Regions from separate parts of the Pan troglodytes genome. Here region 1 is linked to region 2. Evidence: chromatin contacts called from public capture Hi-C data. All regions are on one chromosome and are shown on one strand. Each heading gives the region's core, a stretch centred on a gene start, on an enhancer-like site or on the middle of the called end of the contact. The rest is flanking DNA. Distances are from core to core; before and after follow the strand shown.

Region 1 (6,539 bases), core at 2,917-5,416, 220 kb after region 2:
TTTATTGTATTGTGGGTGAGCTGGCACTTAAACCACAAGATGGGGTCCTTCCCTCTCTTCCCTTCCCTTTCCAAAGGCAAAGGAGTCTCAGCCCATAGCACCACCACCCTAGGCCATGAGGAGTACTGCCAGACTACCACCACTGTTCCCTTAAGGCCCAAGGGCTCTTAAGTCAGCTTGTGGTGAATGCTGCATGGCCTTGGCCTCACCCTTCAGGGCAGTGGGCTCCCCTCTGACCCAGGGCAGGTTCAAAAATGCCATCCAAGAGTCAAGTCCTGGAATTGGGGACCCCAAGATCCCACTTGGTGCTCTGCTCCCTTGTGGTGGTATTGATACCTAAAATGCAAGACAAAATCCCATTTACTTTTCCCTCTGCTTTTCTCAAGCAGGGGGAGTTTTGCCCCATAACTCCACAGCTGGTAATGTGCTGAGTCTCACATGAAGCCAGCAAGTCCCAGAGGCTCACCCGTGGCAGTTGATGTACTATCTGGGTATCGCTGTTGGTTATTCAGGGTCCAAGGGCTCTTCAGTTAGCAGGTGGTGCATGCTGGTAGCACTAAGTCCTTTCCTACAAGGCAGTGGGTTCCCTTCTGTCCTAGGGTATGAGATCCCTGGAAAAGGGGCCTCACGACTCTGACCAATATCCTATCCTGTTGTGGCTAAGCTGGTATCTAAGATGTAAGGCAAAGTCATCTCCAGTCTTCCTTCTCCTTTCCTCAAGTGGAAGGAAGGGGTCTCTTCTGGAGCTGTGAGCTGTGCAGTCTAGGGTTGGGGGGGCTATGATGCCAGCACTTCCTTGGCTGACCCAGCTGGTGTCTCAGTATGTCGCGTGCTCCCACAGTCTATAGTCTCTGGGCCTAGTTCAGCCTAGGACTCTCCTAAGGGTTGCAGTCCTTATGACCTAGACTGCCTTTCAAGTTTACTTAGACACCAAGCACACCTTGATCCTCAGTGGTGAGGTTTGCCAGCACTCAAGTTTGGACCCCTGGGGTGAACAATTCCCCTCTGGCTAGGACTGGTTTAAATGCTCCCTCTGTGGGTGTCAGCTGAGATTGGTCTGTTTTTTCTTTGTGCTCTGACAGGACAGCACTGAGTTCAGTGCCTCACAATTGCTGTGTTCTCTTCCCCCGGCACCCAGAGAGCTCTCCACACCACACTGCTGCTGCTACTGAGGGAGAGGAAGGGGTCACGTCTGAGATTCAGGATTGTTTTATCTGCTTCTTCAGTGCCTGTTTCAGTGATATGAAGTTAAAACCAGGTACTGTGAGTGCTCACTGGATTTTTGGTTCTTAGGATGCGTTTCCCTGTGTCGATAGTTGTATTCAGCCATCTTGCTCTGCTTCCTCCTCTTTTATTTATTTTTTAAAAGATTCATTTATTTTAAAAATTTTTAAAATAATTTTTATGGATACAGAAGAGTTGTATGTATTTATGGGGGGTATATGTGTTATTTTGATACAAGCATACAATGTGTAATGATCAATCAGAGTAATTGGAATACCCATCAGTTCAAACATTAATCATTTTGTTGTTTTAGGAACATGCCAATTTCACTCTTCTAGTTATTTTGAAATATACAATGTTATTGTTAGCTACCCTACTATACTACAGAACACTAGATCTTATTCATTCTCTTTAACTGTATTTCTGTACCTATTAACCAGCCCCTCTTTATCCTCTGCCTCCCCAGTTTCTGGTAACCATCCCAGATTCTGGTAACTGTCATTCTACTCTCTGCTTCTATGAGATCAGCTCTTTCAGCTCTCTCATATGAATGAGAACATATGATATTTGCTTGCCTTTCTGTGCCTGGCTCATTTCGCTTAATACAGTGTCCTTCAGTTCCATCCATGTTTCTACAAGTAAAAGGATTTTATTTATTGCTTGATAGTAGATTTCTCCAAGTCCAAGCTCCTTTAAGTTTATAGATGAAAGACTGTGAAAAACTAAGGTTTCTTGTAAAAATGGCAACAGCAAAAATACAGTCCTTCTTTTAATCTTCAATTTCCTCTTCCTAATATTTTAGGATGACAGATTCCCTGCCATTGTGTATATGTGGCTCAATACCCTGCATCTAGATCCGTGATGGTAAATATGCTACATGAACGCAATCACTCCTCTGTTTCATAACTGTGCGGACCTTGCTCCCTGATCACAGCCTCTGTTGGTGTCAGATGTCAGGGAGGAGCCCTCTGGCTCTGAGCACTGTGTGGCTCATCAAGAGACCTGGTGGGCTTAGGCTCACTTGGCTATTTTCAAGTGTTCATTGGCTTGCGCTATTTATGTTAGCATTTTAAGCATTCTATGATCACCAGAAGATATTTTTGAGGTACAACAATTCTCAAGTCCCTGTTTTAAGATTCTGATTGTTAGGGGGTTAAATTATTGAGGAAGAAGATCTGTGAGAAGTATTATAAAGTATTTAGCCTATGTAGACTTTAGTGACTATTATTTGACCTGAAATTAAGATGCTCCTTCTATTATTCCCAAGATGCTGGTATGCGTTATGAAGTAAATAAAAATCATAAGGGCCTGCAAACCGCAGTGGCTTCAGTCTTCAATATGTTACTTCAGCAATTTCCAGGAAGCCATAACTACTTACTACTGGGAATTATAGAACTGGTTAAAGCATTGTCACAAAATGTGTGATGTAACATACACCCTACCCTGCAGGTACAAAATGGTCCAGAACCTGTTCTGCAACACTAGAACCCTAGTATCTTCATGAATAGAAAGTATTTAGATGGGCTTTCAGTGCTGATTGTGAAGCCAGGAGAGTTGCTTACCCCAGGGCTTATTGCAAGTGATGAGGAATGCATGGTTGTTTCTTGTGGTCTAGATGTGGAATGTACTGGCAGATGCAAAGGTTTTCTACTATTCGCATGAGGACAGTGAGATACAGAACTTTCACAACAAGTCAGGCAAAGCAAATTTATTATTCACTGATAGACAGCAAAAACACATAGTCGAGGATCCATGGTGAGCTGGTCCCCCAGGGCTCAGGAAAGCTCTCCAGTGTGGATAGAGTCTTGTCTGTTTGTGTCCCATATTGTACTGCAGCTGAGGGACCCCCAAAGCACATCATCTTGTATTTTGCGCCTTGGGTATCATTTGCTCCCTAAGCTCAAGTTTTGCGAATATCCTGTTCTAGAAGGAACATAGCTCTGGCTATTCTAGCCTGTTTCTTTTTTTCTTATGGTAATGCATTCTGCACAAATTCTATAGTAATTCTGAGAACTACAAGTTGGAGAGGGGAGAGATGGGTCGAAAAAGGCCACTTGAGGACCTGCCCTCCTACAGCAGGGACATTTGTATCCAAAGAGTGCTGCCTATAGGGGAGCAGCAACTTGTAAGAAAAGGCCTAATACTTAAGGGTCAAGGAAGGAGTTGCAAGTGATCACCCAGCCTGGAGAAGCATCTGCCCAAGTCAAGGAAACTTTACAAGAGAAATCCCCAGTGGGCACCCCTATGAAGAGCCTACGACGGTATGTCTACAAGAGTGAGTCATCCTTACTTCTGCCAGACCCAGATAGTTGCAAGCTGTCTTTGCTATCATTTCGGGTAAGATATCTCTCATCTAATTTCAATGCTTTGCTCTTTCTCATCCTGTACCCAGCCCTTCACTCCATTCAGGAGGAAGAACAAACCAGCTGGGAAACAGGGAAGGAGACAGAAGGGAGAAAAGTACAAGCAGGAGAAATACAAAAGAATCCATCTGTGCCTCTTTCTCCTATTGTAGGTTTAGCCTGAAGCCAGCCTGAGCCAAGAAAAGGGAGAAGGTTTTGCTGTTTAATCAAAGTAGTTTTGATTTATATTTGGTACTGAAAGTTTTATTTTTTGAAATTAGTCTGTTGGCAACTTTCAATGTATGTAGAAATGTATGTACCTAAGAATGAGCAGAAAAAGCATGGGACATGCTGTTTATCCAGGGGCAAAGAAAGATTACTCCCACTGGATATATGTTAAAAGGTGACAGGAAGCAAAAAATAAAGTTGTTTTTTGCATACAACATGAGTTGTGCTTAGTCAACACACCATAAATAGTATTAAAGGGAAGAAAACTGATGGGCCGTGGTGCTAGGAGTTGGGCGGGGGGCAGCGCAGTGTGAAGAATGAATAAATTGGAAGCGATGCTTTTGTGTGTTGGGGCCTCTTGGGGTTGCTTTTGTCCTTATGCTCCCTCCCATGTGACCTGTGGGATCTGCCATGCTTAGGAGCTTAGGAAGGCCTCTCTGTCCTGGGGATGCCTGAGAGAGCTTTCTCTCATCTTACGTCTGTCCTGTTTTGCTGTGGAAAAGGTAAAATGACAAGGGCTAATGTTCAGATGTGGCTTCCAGTAAAGGGACTCTGGTTTTTGTATTAAGCCAGAGAAACAACATAGTCTAGTCCAGTCCATGACGGTTGATCCTAAGTGCCTGGGAATAAAATCTTATTGAATTTATTAAAACCATCATCACATGCTTGAAGTGTTCCTTCTCCTCCTGAGGGTGATGGTATCAAATGACTGAATGAGAAAATGGAGCAGTGGGTTCTGACCAGTCCTCAATTTATCTTTACTTGTGAGATGGCTAATGATTATTTTTTTTAGAGAGAAGAAAAAACTCTCATATAGTGTTAAATTTGTTAAAAACAGATAACCTTTATAGATCCTTACATAGGATGTGTCTATCAGAAAGATTTAGAATACTTAATGCTGTGCTGTACTTCCTTTTTCTTCAACTTTTGCATTATATATCAAACTGTTTACTCAGAATAGTGTCATAACAGCAAAGGACTATCTGATCATGGAAAGGTCAAATTTCAAGTACGCAAATAACCTATTTCTTTCTCCCTTCTTTGCTGCTGAAGTTCAGCTTCCTTTTGTTTCACACAGTAAATGGAGTTGGCATGATTTCTGTGTTTCAGGGTGCCTTTCTGAATATTGTGCAAAGTCTTTGTCCTAGACAGTTTGACTCAATAGAATATCACCTTTCACTCTTAACTTTTCCCAAACAGAAATAAGGTCAAACTTGTTTTAAGCTTTGACTGAATTCTGAATACAACTGGTGCTTAGGAGTTAAATGAACTTAGCTGTCTAAATGGCTTGAATGAGGGCCACCTGCGTGTTCAGTGGTTTCAGGTTATCTACCTTGATATTCATCTAGTAAACCTGTCTTTGAATGTCTTTCCAAAATGCTGGGAATCCTAGGGCACTATGGCACTATGTGTGATGTGGGGTGACATGGTTGAGGATGTGGGCCTTGGAGGGAGTCAGGTCTCAATGGATCCTGGTTCTACTCCTTGCAGAGATGTGTGAGTTGGGCAGAGAACATAACTTACCTGTTTTCTCCTTTTTAAAATGAAAATAATACCCTTTAAATTTATCAGGATTAAAGAGAAAGCTGATGTGAGGGTGTAGTAAAGTGCCTACCCATAGAAAATACCCTATCCATGTTAGTTAATAATGAAGGTAATGTTTTAAAAGCTGTTTCCGTGAGTTAATTGAATTAAATTTCTTAGGATTTCAGAACCTTAAACATACCCGACTAATGCCAAGAATAGTAAAATGTATTTCAAGCATGAAGTGGATTCAAAAAGTGAATTATTCCATATTTCCTATATAATAAAGGGCTTGAAGAAAATGGTCAGGCAGCTTTTAGATTTCAGAGTTATGTTGGCAGCGCCACCTGCTGTTGAAAATAAAAACACTTCTGGAATATTTTGAGAAGCAAGAAATACAATTATGAGTTCTTTTCTACTTTTTTCAGCAAAGGTGGGCCAATCTGTCATTTCTTTAACTGAGAAATTTAATTTTATTGAAGAGCTAGGTGACAAATACCTATAACATTCTTTTGAAGTATCAGTCACTGTCTTTAAAGAAATGATTCCCTAATGATGTCATCATTAACTTCTTAATCCACTTAGTGACTAACCCTTATTATCAAGGGATTAGTTTCTTTATTTTAAGGTATCTTGATCTCACATTAAAATGTTGAAATAAAAGACTCACATCACTCTAAATGTTGCATAGTTTTTCTCGCTTAGCCCAGTATCAGATTAATCAGGACACGACATTGGTTGGCTTTTTACTCCATTTTACAAAACAATCTATAGGTTTTAGGCCCACATGAAAGAACTTTTGAGTGTGACACTGAGAACACATACAGGTATCTGTGTGTTATACACCCTAGATTGTACCCTTTCTAACAAAGGGATAACTCAAGCCCTAAAGCCACTTGGGGCAAGCGCAGCATTTCGGATATCTAACCATAAGTTGAAATGGTTATATAATAAATTCTCTATCAGTCATGTGGCAAATAAAGGAAGATCTCACATGAAATACATTTCCCATCATCTTTTTTATTGTGGTAAAATTCACATCGTATAAAATTCACTATTTTAACCATTAAAAAATGTACAATTCAGTAGAATTTAGTACATCAACATGTTGTACAACCATCACCACTCTCTAGTTCCAGAACATTTTCATTACCCCAAAAAGAAACCCTGCACCCGTTAAGCATTTACTCCTCATTTCCCCCTCAACCCCTGGCAGCCATG
Region 2 (6,454 bases), core at 3,646-6,145:
TAGCACAGAATAATGGAATAAGTATTGACTTGGGGGCACACAGCTCTGTTCTTAAATATTTTTGATGGCATAAATTGGGTCAGGCTGCTTAACCTTGTTGAAACTTGGTTTATCATCTGGAAAAATGTCTGCTTTACACAGTTATTATGAGGAAAGTGCCAGTACATTTTGATTCATAGAAGAAACTCAATAAAAATACATTAGTTCCCTTCCCTGCAGATTTGGAAGATGTGGAGCAGTAGAGGAAATATCAGTGACGCAGTTTCAGTGTGGTATAAAATGTTTGCTTTATTATGAATGCGTGTTTGATAGCTGCTCCCACCAGCTCTCTTCTGACATTTTTGAAACATATGACTCAACAGGGGAAATTAATAGGATGATAGAACATTGAAATTTGAATCCTGACATAGGAGCCCTCCAGCTGTGTTCCTATAGGTGGTGGCAAACCCATTGCAGATCTACTGAGGCTCTTCCTGGAACCACATAGCCATTGGCCATATATATGCAAGTCTAACCAATACAAAAGCTTGGATATATTTTTTAGACCCTGCAGCAGTCTGAAAAATGTGAGAACTTTGAAAATCATCTTAATTTCATAGATGGGAGTTGAACTCACCCAGGATTAGATCATGACTAAGTGTTACTGAGATTCTGCCAAACTGTGTAGGGTAAAATGGAAATGAGGTGAAAATATGAGAGCAGCTATGGTATATTGCTCTTTTTGAAAATTTCCATCAGAATTATGTAATAAACTAGAGTTAGTAGGGTGGGTGTCTTAGACCTTTTCTATTACTTATAACAGAATACCTGAAACTGGGTTATTTATACAGAAAAGGAACTTATTTCTTAACAGTTATGGAGGCTAAGTCCCATGTCAAGGGGCTGCATCTGGTGAGGGCCTTCTTGCTGGTGGGGACTCTGCAGTGTCCCAGGAAGGCTCAGAGTATCATATGGCAAGGGGGCTGAGTGTGCTAGCTCAGGTCTCCCCTCCTCTTTTTTAAAGCCACCAGGTCCCCTCCCAACATAACCCACTAATCCATGAATGGATTAATCCATTCATGAGGGCAGAGCCTTTATAATCCAGTAACTCTTTAAAAGCCTCATCTCTCAGTATTGCCACAGTAGGGTCCAAGTTTATCTCAATTGCTTACCCTTTTTTTCTTTTTCTTTGTGAAACTGCCTGATTTCAGAAGATGTTTAGCTCAATAAATATACCAGCGATTTGTTGTTTTGTAAAACAGTCTTTATTCTTTTCTTCCAAATGTGAGATATTCTAAGTGAAATGAAGATTTTTGTCCTTTATGCTTGCTGAAATTTGAATGGCTTGTTGTATAGCAGTCTTTTTTCCCTTTTTCAGGAACTCTTTCCAGTTAACAGACAGAGTGTGGATCATTTTGCTAAATACTTCACTGACGCAGGTCTTAAGGAGCTTTCCGACTTCCTCCGAGTCCAGCAGTCCCTGGGCACCAGGAAGGAACTGCAGAAGGAGCTCCAGGAGCGTCTTTCTCAGGAATGCCCGATCAAGGAGGTGGGAGACCACGGGCAGACATCACCTCAATACACATGAATGAGAGGAATTACATGGGCTGTGTAGCAAAGGCTTTCCTTAACAAGTCTGTCCTATGCTTATTGCTGTAAACTTTATCCACTTATTCCTACCATTTAAATTAACTCAGCTTCAAAGTATTGATTTAGAATCCTCCATTTTTGTTAACACTCTAGGATGGTCCAGAAATTAATAGTGATTTCCACACAACTGACTTATTTTACCAGGCTGCTATGATTTTCAAAATATTTCATCTGTCAAAGAGATTTGACCATCCACTATCAGTATAGCCCATTATATGGTAGTTTTAAAATTTTGTTGCAGGTTATCTAACCTGATTAAGCATTTGTCTAGTGTTTGGAATTAACACTGGATTTTTTGTTCATCACTCTGTATGAATATGTAACAGGCTTTTTATTTGAAAAAAGTTTGAATTCCTGTCATGGGAAAAGACTAGTTGGATCAGTGACTTGTTTAATCCCACTCACACTTGGAAGAGCTGTGTTTCCCTATAATGTAAAAGCTATATTTTTTGTAATATGCATATACATAGTTTATATATACATGCTATAGTTCACAAAGCTATGACTATATCTTTTTTTTATTTTTAGTGTATCTGGAGAAAGTTTCTATTTGAAGTTTTAAAATCTTTCATGCAATAATTTAAAAATTAATATAAAGAGTCCTTTCTTTTTTTTCCACGTGCTCTAAAATGCCTGACCCGCACCTCCTTCCATGCTCCAAGCCCTGCATGGCAGCTCACATGGTTGAAGCCTGGAGAATGTAGGACTGATACTCTCCAGCAGGTGGAGGTGTTGGAATGACAAATATTCTTAAGTCTCATGGTATTAAGGATAGCAGTATATTCAATCATATTTCTCCAAGCAAGAATTTGTACATGATTTTCCATGGGGAAAAGAAGCAAACATAAAAAGCCTTGTGATGCTTGTAGATGCCAGGATGTCACACTTTTACGTGACTTCCTCCAGCCAGCACAGGGACTGGGACTGCCCAGCTCCTTCTGCTTTTGAAGGCTGCTCAAGTCACTGCTGGCATTTCTACACTCCAGGCCAGAAGTCAAGAAAGCAATGTGTTTCCAGCAAAAAAGAAAAGGGAGGAAAAAACGGTGTTACTACTACTCACAAAGTAGTATGCTGGAGATAGACGATGACTTTCAATCACTTCTGAGGCCCAGACCTCTATTTATTATTTTATTTTAAAAGGAAAAAGCCTTTCAAATAAATTTTAGGCGAGCCTATATTCCATACTCTCAGGGTTGAGTATAAATTTGCATATTTATACATAATTCAAAGGAGAAAATAAGTTGCTGAATACTGCTGAATTGATGTATATGAAATTTAAAAATTGCCTTTGCACTTAGAATTTATTTACAAATTAACTTTTCACTGAGATGGGGCATAAGGATCATCAAAAGTAATCATTGAAGAATAAATTGTGGAGAATGGACCTGTACAAACCCAAGATGGTATCCATCAAGAGGTTTTAAAGTTTAGGGATGGAGATAAAAGTTCACAACTCTGTTGCCTTCTTTAAATCTCCAAAAAGTCATACTGGCTCAAAATCCCTACTCTACTAGACTCAAAGGGGTTTCTCTATGAGGAAACAAAAGTCCTCTCTTACTCCACATTATCCAGCAGCTCCTGGCCAGAGCTAAGCCTATTAATTTTGGGACTAAAAATAAATTTGCTTTGAGAACAAATCATTATAGTTTTTCTCCCTCTTCCAGTCTGAGAATGCAGACAAGGAAAGGAGAAGCTAAGCAGATTGTTTCTTAGCTGCCCCAAAACCTTGATTGACTGAGCAGCTAGGGGGGAGATGGGAGCCCTCCATCTGCCTGTTACTTTCTGACCCCATTTCCATGAAATGTAGGTGGTGCTTTATGTCAAAGAAGAAATGAAGAGGAATGATCTTCCAGAAACAGCAGTGATTGGTCTTCTGTGGACATGTATAATGAACGCTGTTGAGTGGAACAAGAAGGAAGAACTTGTTGCAGAGCAGGCTCTGAAGCACCTGAAGGTAACAGCCCTTAGCAAGGAACTGACCCAGCCAAGGGCAAACTGCAGCTTTTTTTGTTTGTTTGTTTGTTTTTTTGAGACAGAGTCTCACTCTTTTGCCTCAGCTAGAGTGCAGTGGCACGATCTGCGCTCACTGCAACTTTGAACTCCTGGGCTCAAGCCACCCTCCCTCCTCAGCCTCCCAGGTAGCTAGGACTACAGGCACGTGCCACCACGTCTGCCTAATTTCTTCATTTTTTGGTAGAGATGTAGTCTCGCTGTGTTGCCCAGGCTGGTCTTGAACTCCTGCATTCAAGCTATCCTCCTGCCTTGGCCTCCCAAAGTGTTGGATTGCAGGCGTGAGCCACCACACCGGGCCCAAATTTGTCTTAATTGAGAGTATGACAAATGGGTTCCAACTACAATTACCCTAGACTCAGACTAAACATATACTTCCTAATTTTTTTCCAAGTTTGCACCCAGCGTTCATGAGAACATAGCAGTGAGTAAACTGTCCATGTTACGTTGATCAGGGAAGGCCCCTTGGAAGAGATAAGTATTGAATTGAGTAAGTCTCAGAAAAACAATGGCTATGCATCAGTGTCAGAAAGTCAAGGATATTTCTAAATGAATGCTTTTTATCCCAGCAGCTCATCAAGATTCCTTCCCTGTACCCACTAAGAGACCAAATATGAGAATCTGCCTATATTAAAGATAATTGCTGGCCTGCTGTGTCTAAGGGATATTTCGAAAATGAGGTCATATCCTCATAGAATATCCATTGTATTATTGGACTGTGGCTCTGCCATTGAAAAAGTGTGAATCTTCTTCCCAGTTCCCTCACAGGTCGACTATACTGCTTTGTTCCTACTGTTCTGTTCCCCTCACCCCATTGGGCACAATATGATGATAAAAGGTGTCAATCCTGAAAGTCAGTCTTTTCTAAGCAACCCTCCAGGTTACTGTTATGGTTCCAGCAGTGTCGGCTCTGTACCTCCCACGCAAGTGACGGCTTTTACTCTCCACTTCTGTTCTAGCAATATGCTCCCCTGCTGGCCGTGTTCAGCTCCCAAGGCCAGTCAGAGCTGATCCTCCTCCAGAAGGTTCAGGAATACTGCTACGACAACATCCATTTCATGAAAGCCTTTCAGAAGATTGTGGTTCTCTTTTATAAAGGTATCCATCCACGTGCCACTGCTGTGCTTCTGTGTTTTGCTGAAGCTCTTTGAGAGGCAGAGCAGGCAATGAGGCAGAGGAGGTCATGGGGCTCTGTTTAGAGAGGGACAGCAAGAGGCTAATTTGTGAAAGTTTTATTGAGGCAACCATACCATGTAGAGAGAGGAGGCATACACGCCGTATATGCGTTGCCTTGGAAACCCTGCTTAGGCCCCTGGGCACTTCTCATTGGCAGATGAACTGGTAATTGTTTCTTGGGGTTGGTGGAAAAAAAAATGTAATTATATAAAATTGAGCCTGTTTTTGAATTGTAAGGATTAGCTCTAATAACAATGATTATCAAAATACTATATATATATTATGTTCAGACCCTTTTAGGTACCATAAATCTGACTTTAAAATTACTGAAGTAATTAGCCTTTTTACTTTGTATTTTAGTTACTTGGCCCAGCCATTCTCCTGTTTTCCAAGGGAATGGCTATTTTTAGGTTTTCACATTTACTGTCTTTTCATTGTATTTATAAGGATTAGGTTGCCATGACAACTGGCACTAAAATATGAATGCTAAAGGTTTTAACCGATCCCAATCTGTATACCTACAGCATACAGAAATGTCCTAGGCTATTTTTTGGGCCTACATTTATGTAGTTTTGTGAGGGAGAAAAAGGAACATTTAAGAAGTGATACATTTTGAACATTATAACATGTTTATTTTATGTTATTATGTTCATAAATATCATATCAGAAAAGTTAAAATAATACCAGCCAAATGTTTATTTTCCCTTTCATGTGTTCCTAAATTTGTCTATTTTGAATTATATCTTGGGAATTTGGAAAATAAAGGTTTTAGATACATAATAGCTCTTTTAAAAATGCTTAATAGCATTTCACAATGAATTTTTATTGGCCACGTAGATTCCTCAAATGAATGAATCTTGTCCACAAGTGTTTGGGTGATATTTTACTTTTTCAGGGCACAAAGGTATTCAGCAACAATTATAATAGTCAGGAGGAAAATATGATGGCCACCCATTGCCACTTGAACGTCAGTAATTGGTATTTTCTCCAACCAGATCTGAGTTGGGTCTTCTTGGATTTAGTCATAAGATAGCAGTGTCCTAAAACTAGGCCCCACCCAATGATACCCAAAGTGATCCACCCATCAGAACCAAACCTGCAAGCCATGTTACCAATTCATAGATGGTACCCAGCAGCCAAGAAGGAGAAGTGGGGCCCAACCTTCTGTGGCCACAGCTGGCTCCATTTGTAAAACTGGCAGAGAGACCTATGGGACAGGTTTCACATTTGTTTTGAGGGTGGTAAATTTTTTCCACTACAGAAAACCAAACTGTTCGTAAACTAGTTAGTTACCTGAACATAGTTTGCTTTCTTGTCATATAAAAGATAACCCAACCAGTGTTTCTCACCAATTTTTTTTTTTAACTGAGACATCGTTGTCGGAGTCTCATCTTCAGGAGCACCCTATCGTATTATTGTAATGAAATCACAAAGAATCAGCAAACCCATTGTTACGGGAAATGGCATCTGGGTGGCACATGAACTATTAAAATCCTTCAGATTTCTCATTTTAACCACTAATGCCAACCTCCTTTTCCTTTAGACTTCTTATAACAACTACTGACAGGTAGTAAAACTGGCTACTTTGAGTTTTTTCTTCTTCATCAGCCCCAGATGCTAAGGGTCAGTATGACCTGAA

What was found. Capture Hi-C pulls out chosen DNA fragments and counts their contacts.
Region 1: a contact with region 2 is called in a capture Hi-C map of stem cell-derived neural stem cells, with 4 times the contacts expected there. The contact joins two enhancer-like sites. A contact is called at or near these places in 3 of 7 Hi-C or Micro-C datasets (blood, induced pluripotent stem cells and stem cell-derived neural progenitor cells) and 1 of 1 other capture datasets (stem cell-derived neural stem cells).

Annotation. Positions count from the first base shown.
Region 1 is chr6:22,710,330-22,716,868 of NHGRI_mPanTro3-v2.0_pri, forward strand. No RefSeq gene overlaps it. Among named protein-coding and RNA genes, the nearest start is that of AGR3, 34 kb to the left of the region's middle. Within about 2 kb of position 4,167, at least 5 of the 24 cell types and tissues checked have an H3K27ac peak or open chromatin away from gene starts, as enhancers often do. A contact at or near this core is called in stem cell-derived neural progenitor cells and stem cell-derived neural stem cells, where this site is marked.
Region 2 is chr6:22,490,951-22,497,404 of NHGRI_mPanTro3-v2.0_pri, forward strand. BZW2 (basic leucine zipper and W2 domains 2) reads left to right here. Exons shown (of 12, transcript XM_518982.7): 8 at 1,358-1,528; 9 at 3,437-3,583; 10 at 4,599-4,737. All of the region lies in intron 3 of LOC134810410 (a long non-coding RNA gene), which reads right to left. Among named protein-coding and RNA genes, the nearest start is that of ANKMY2, 50 kb to the left of the region's middle. Within about 2 kb of position 4,896, at least 5 of the 24 cell types and tissues checked have an H3K27ac peak or open chromatin away from gene starts, as enhancers often do. A contact at or near this core is called in stem cell-derived neural progenitor cells and stem cell-derived neural stem cells, where this site is marked.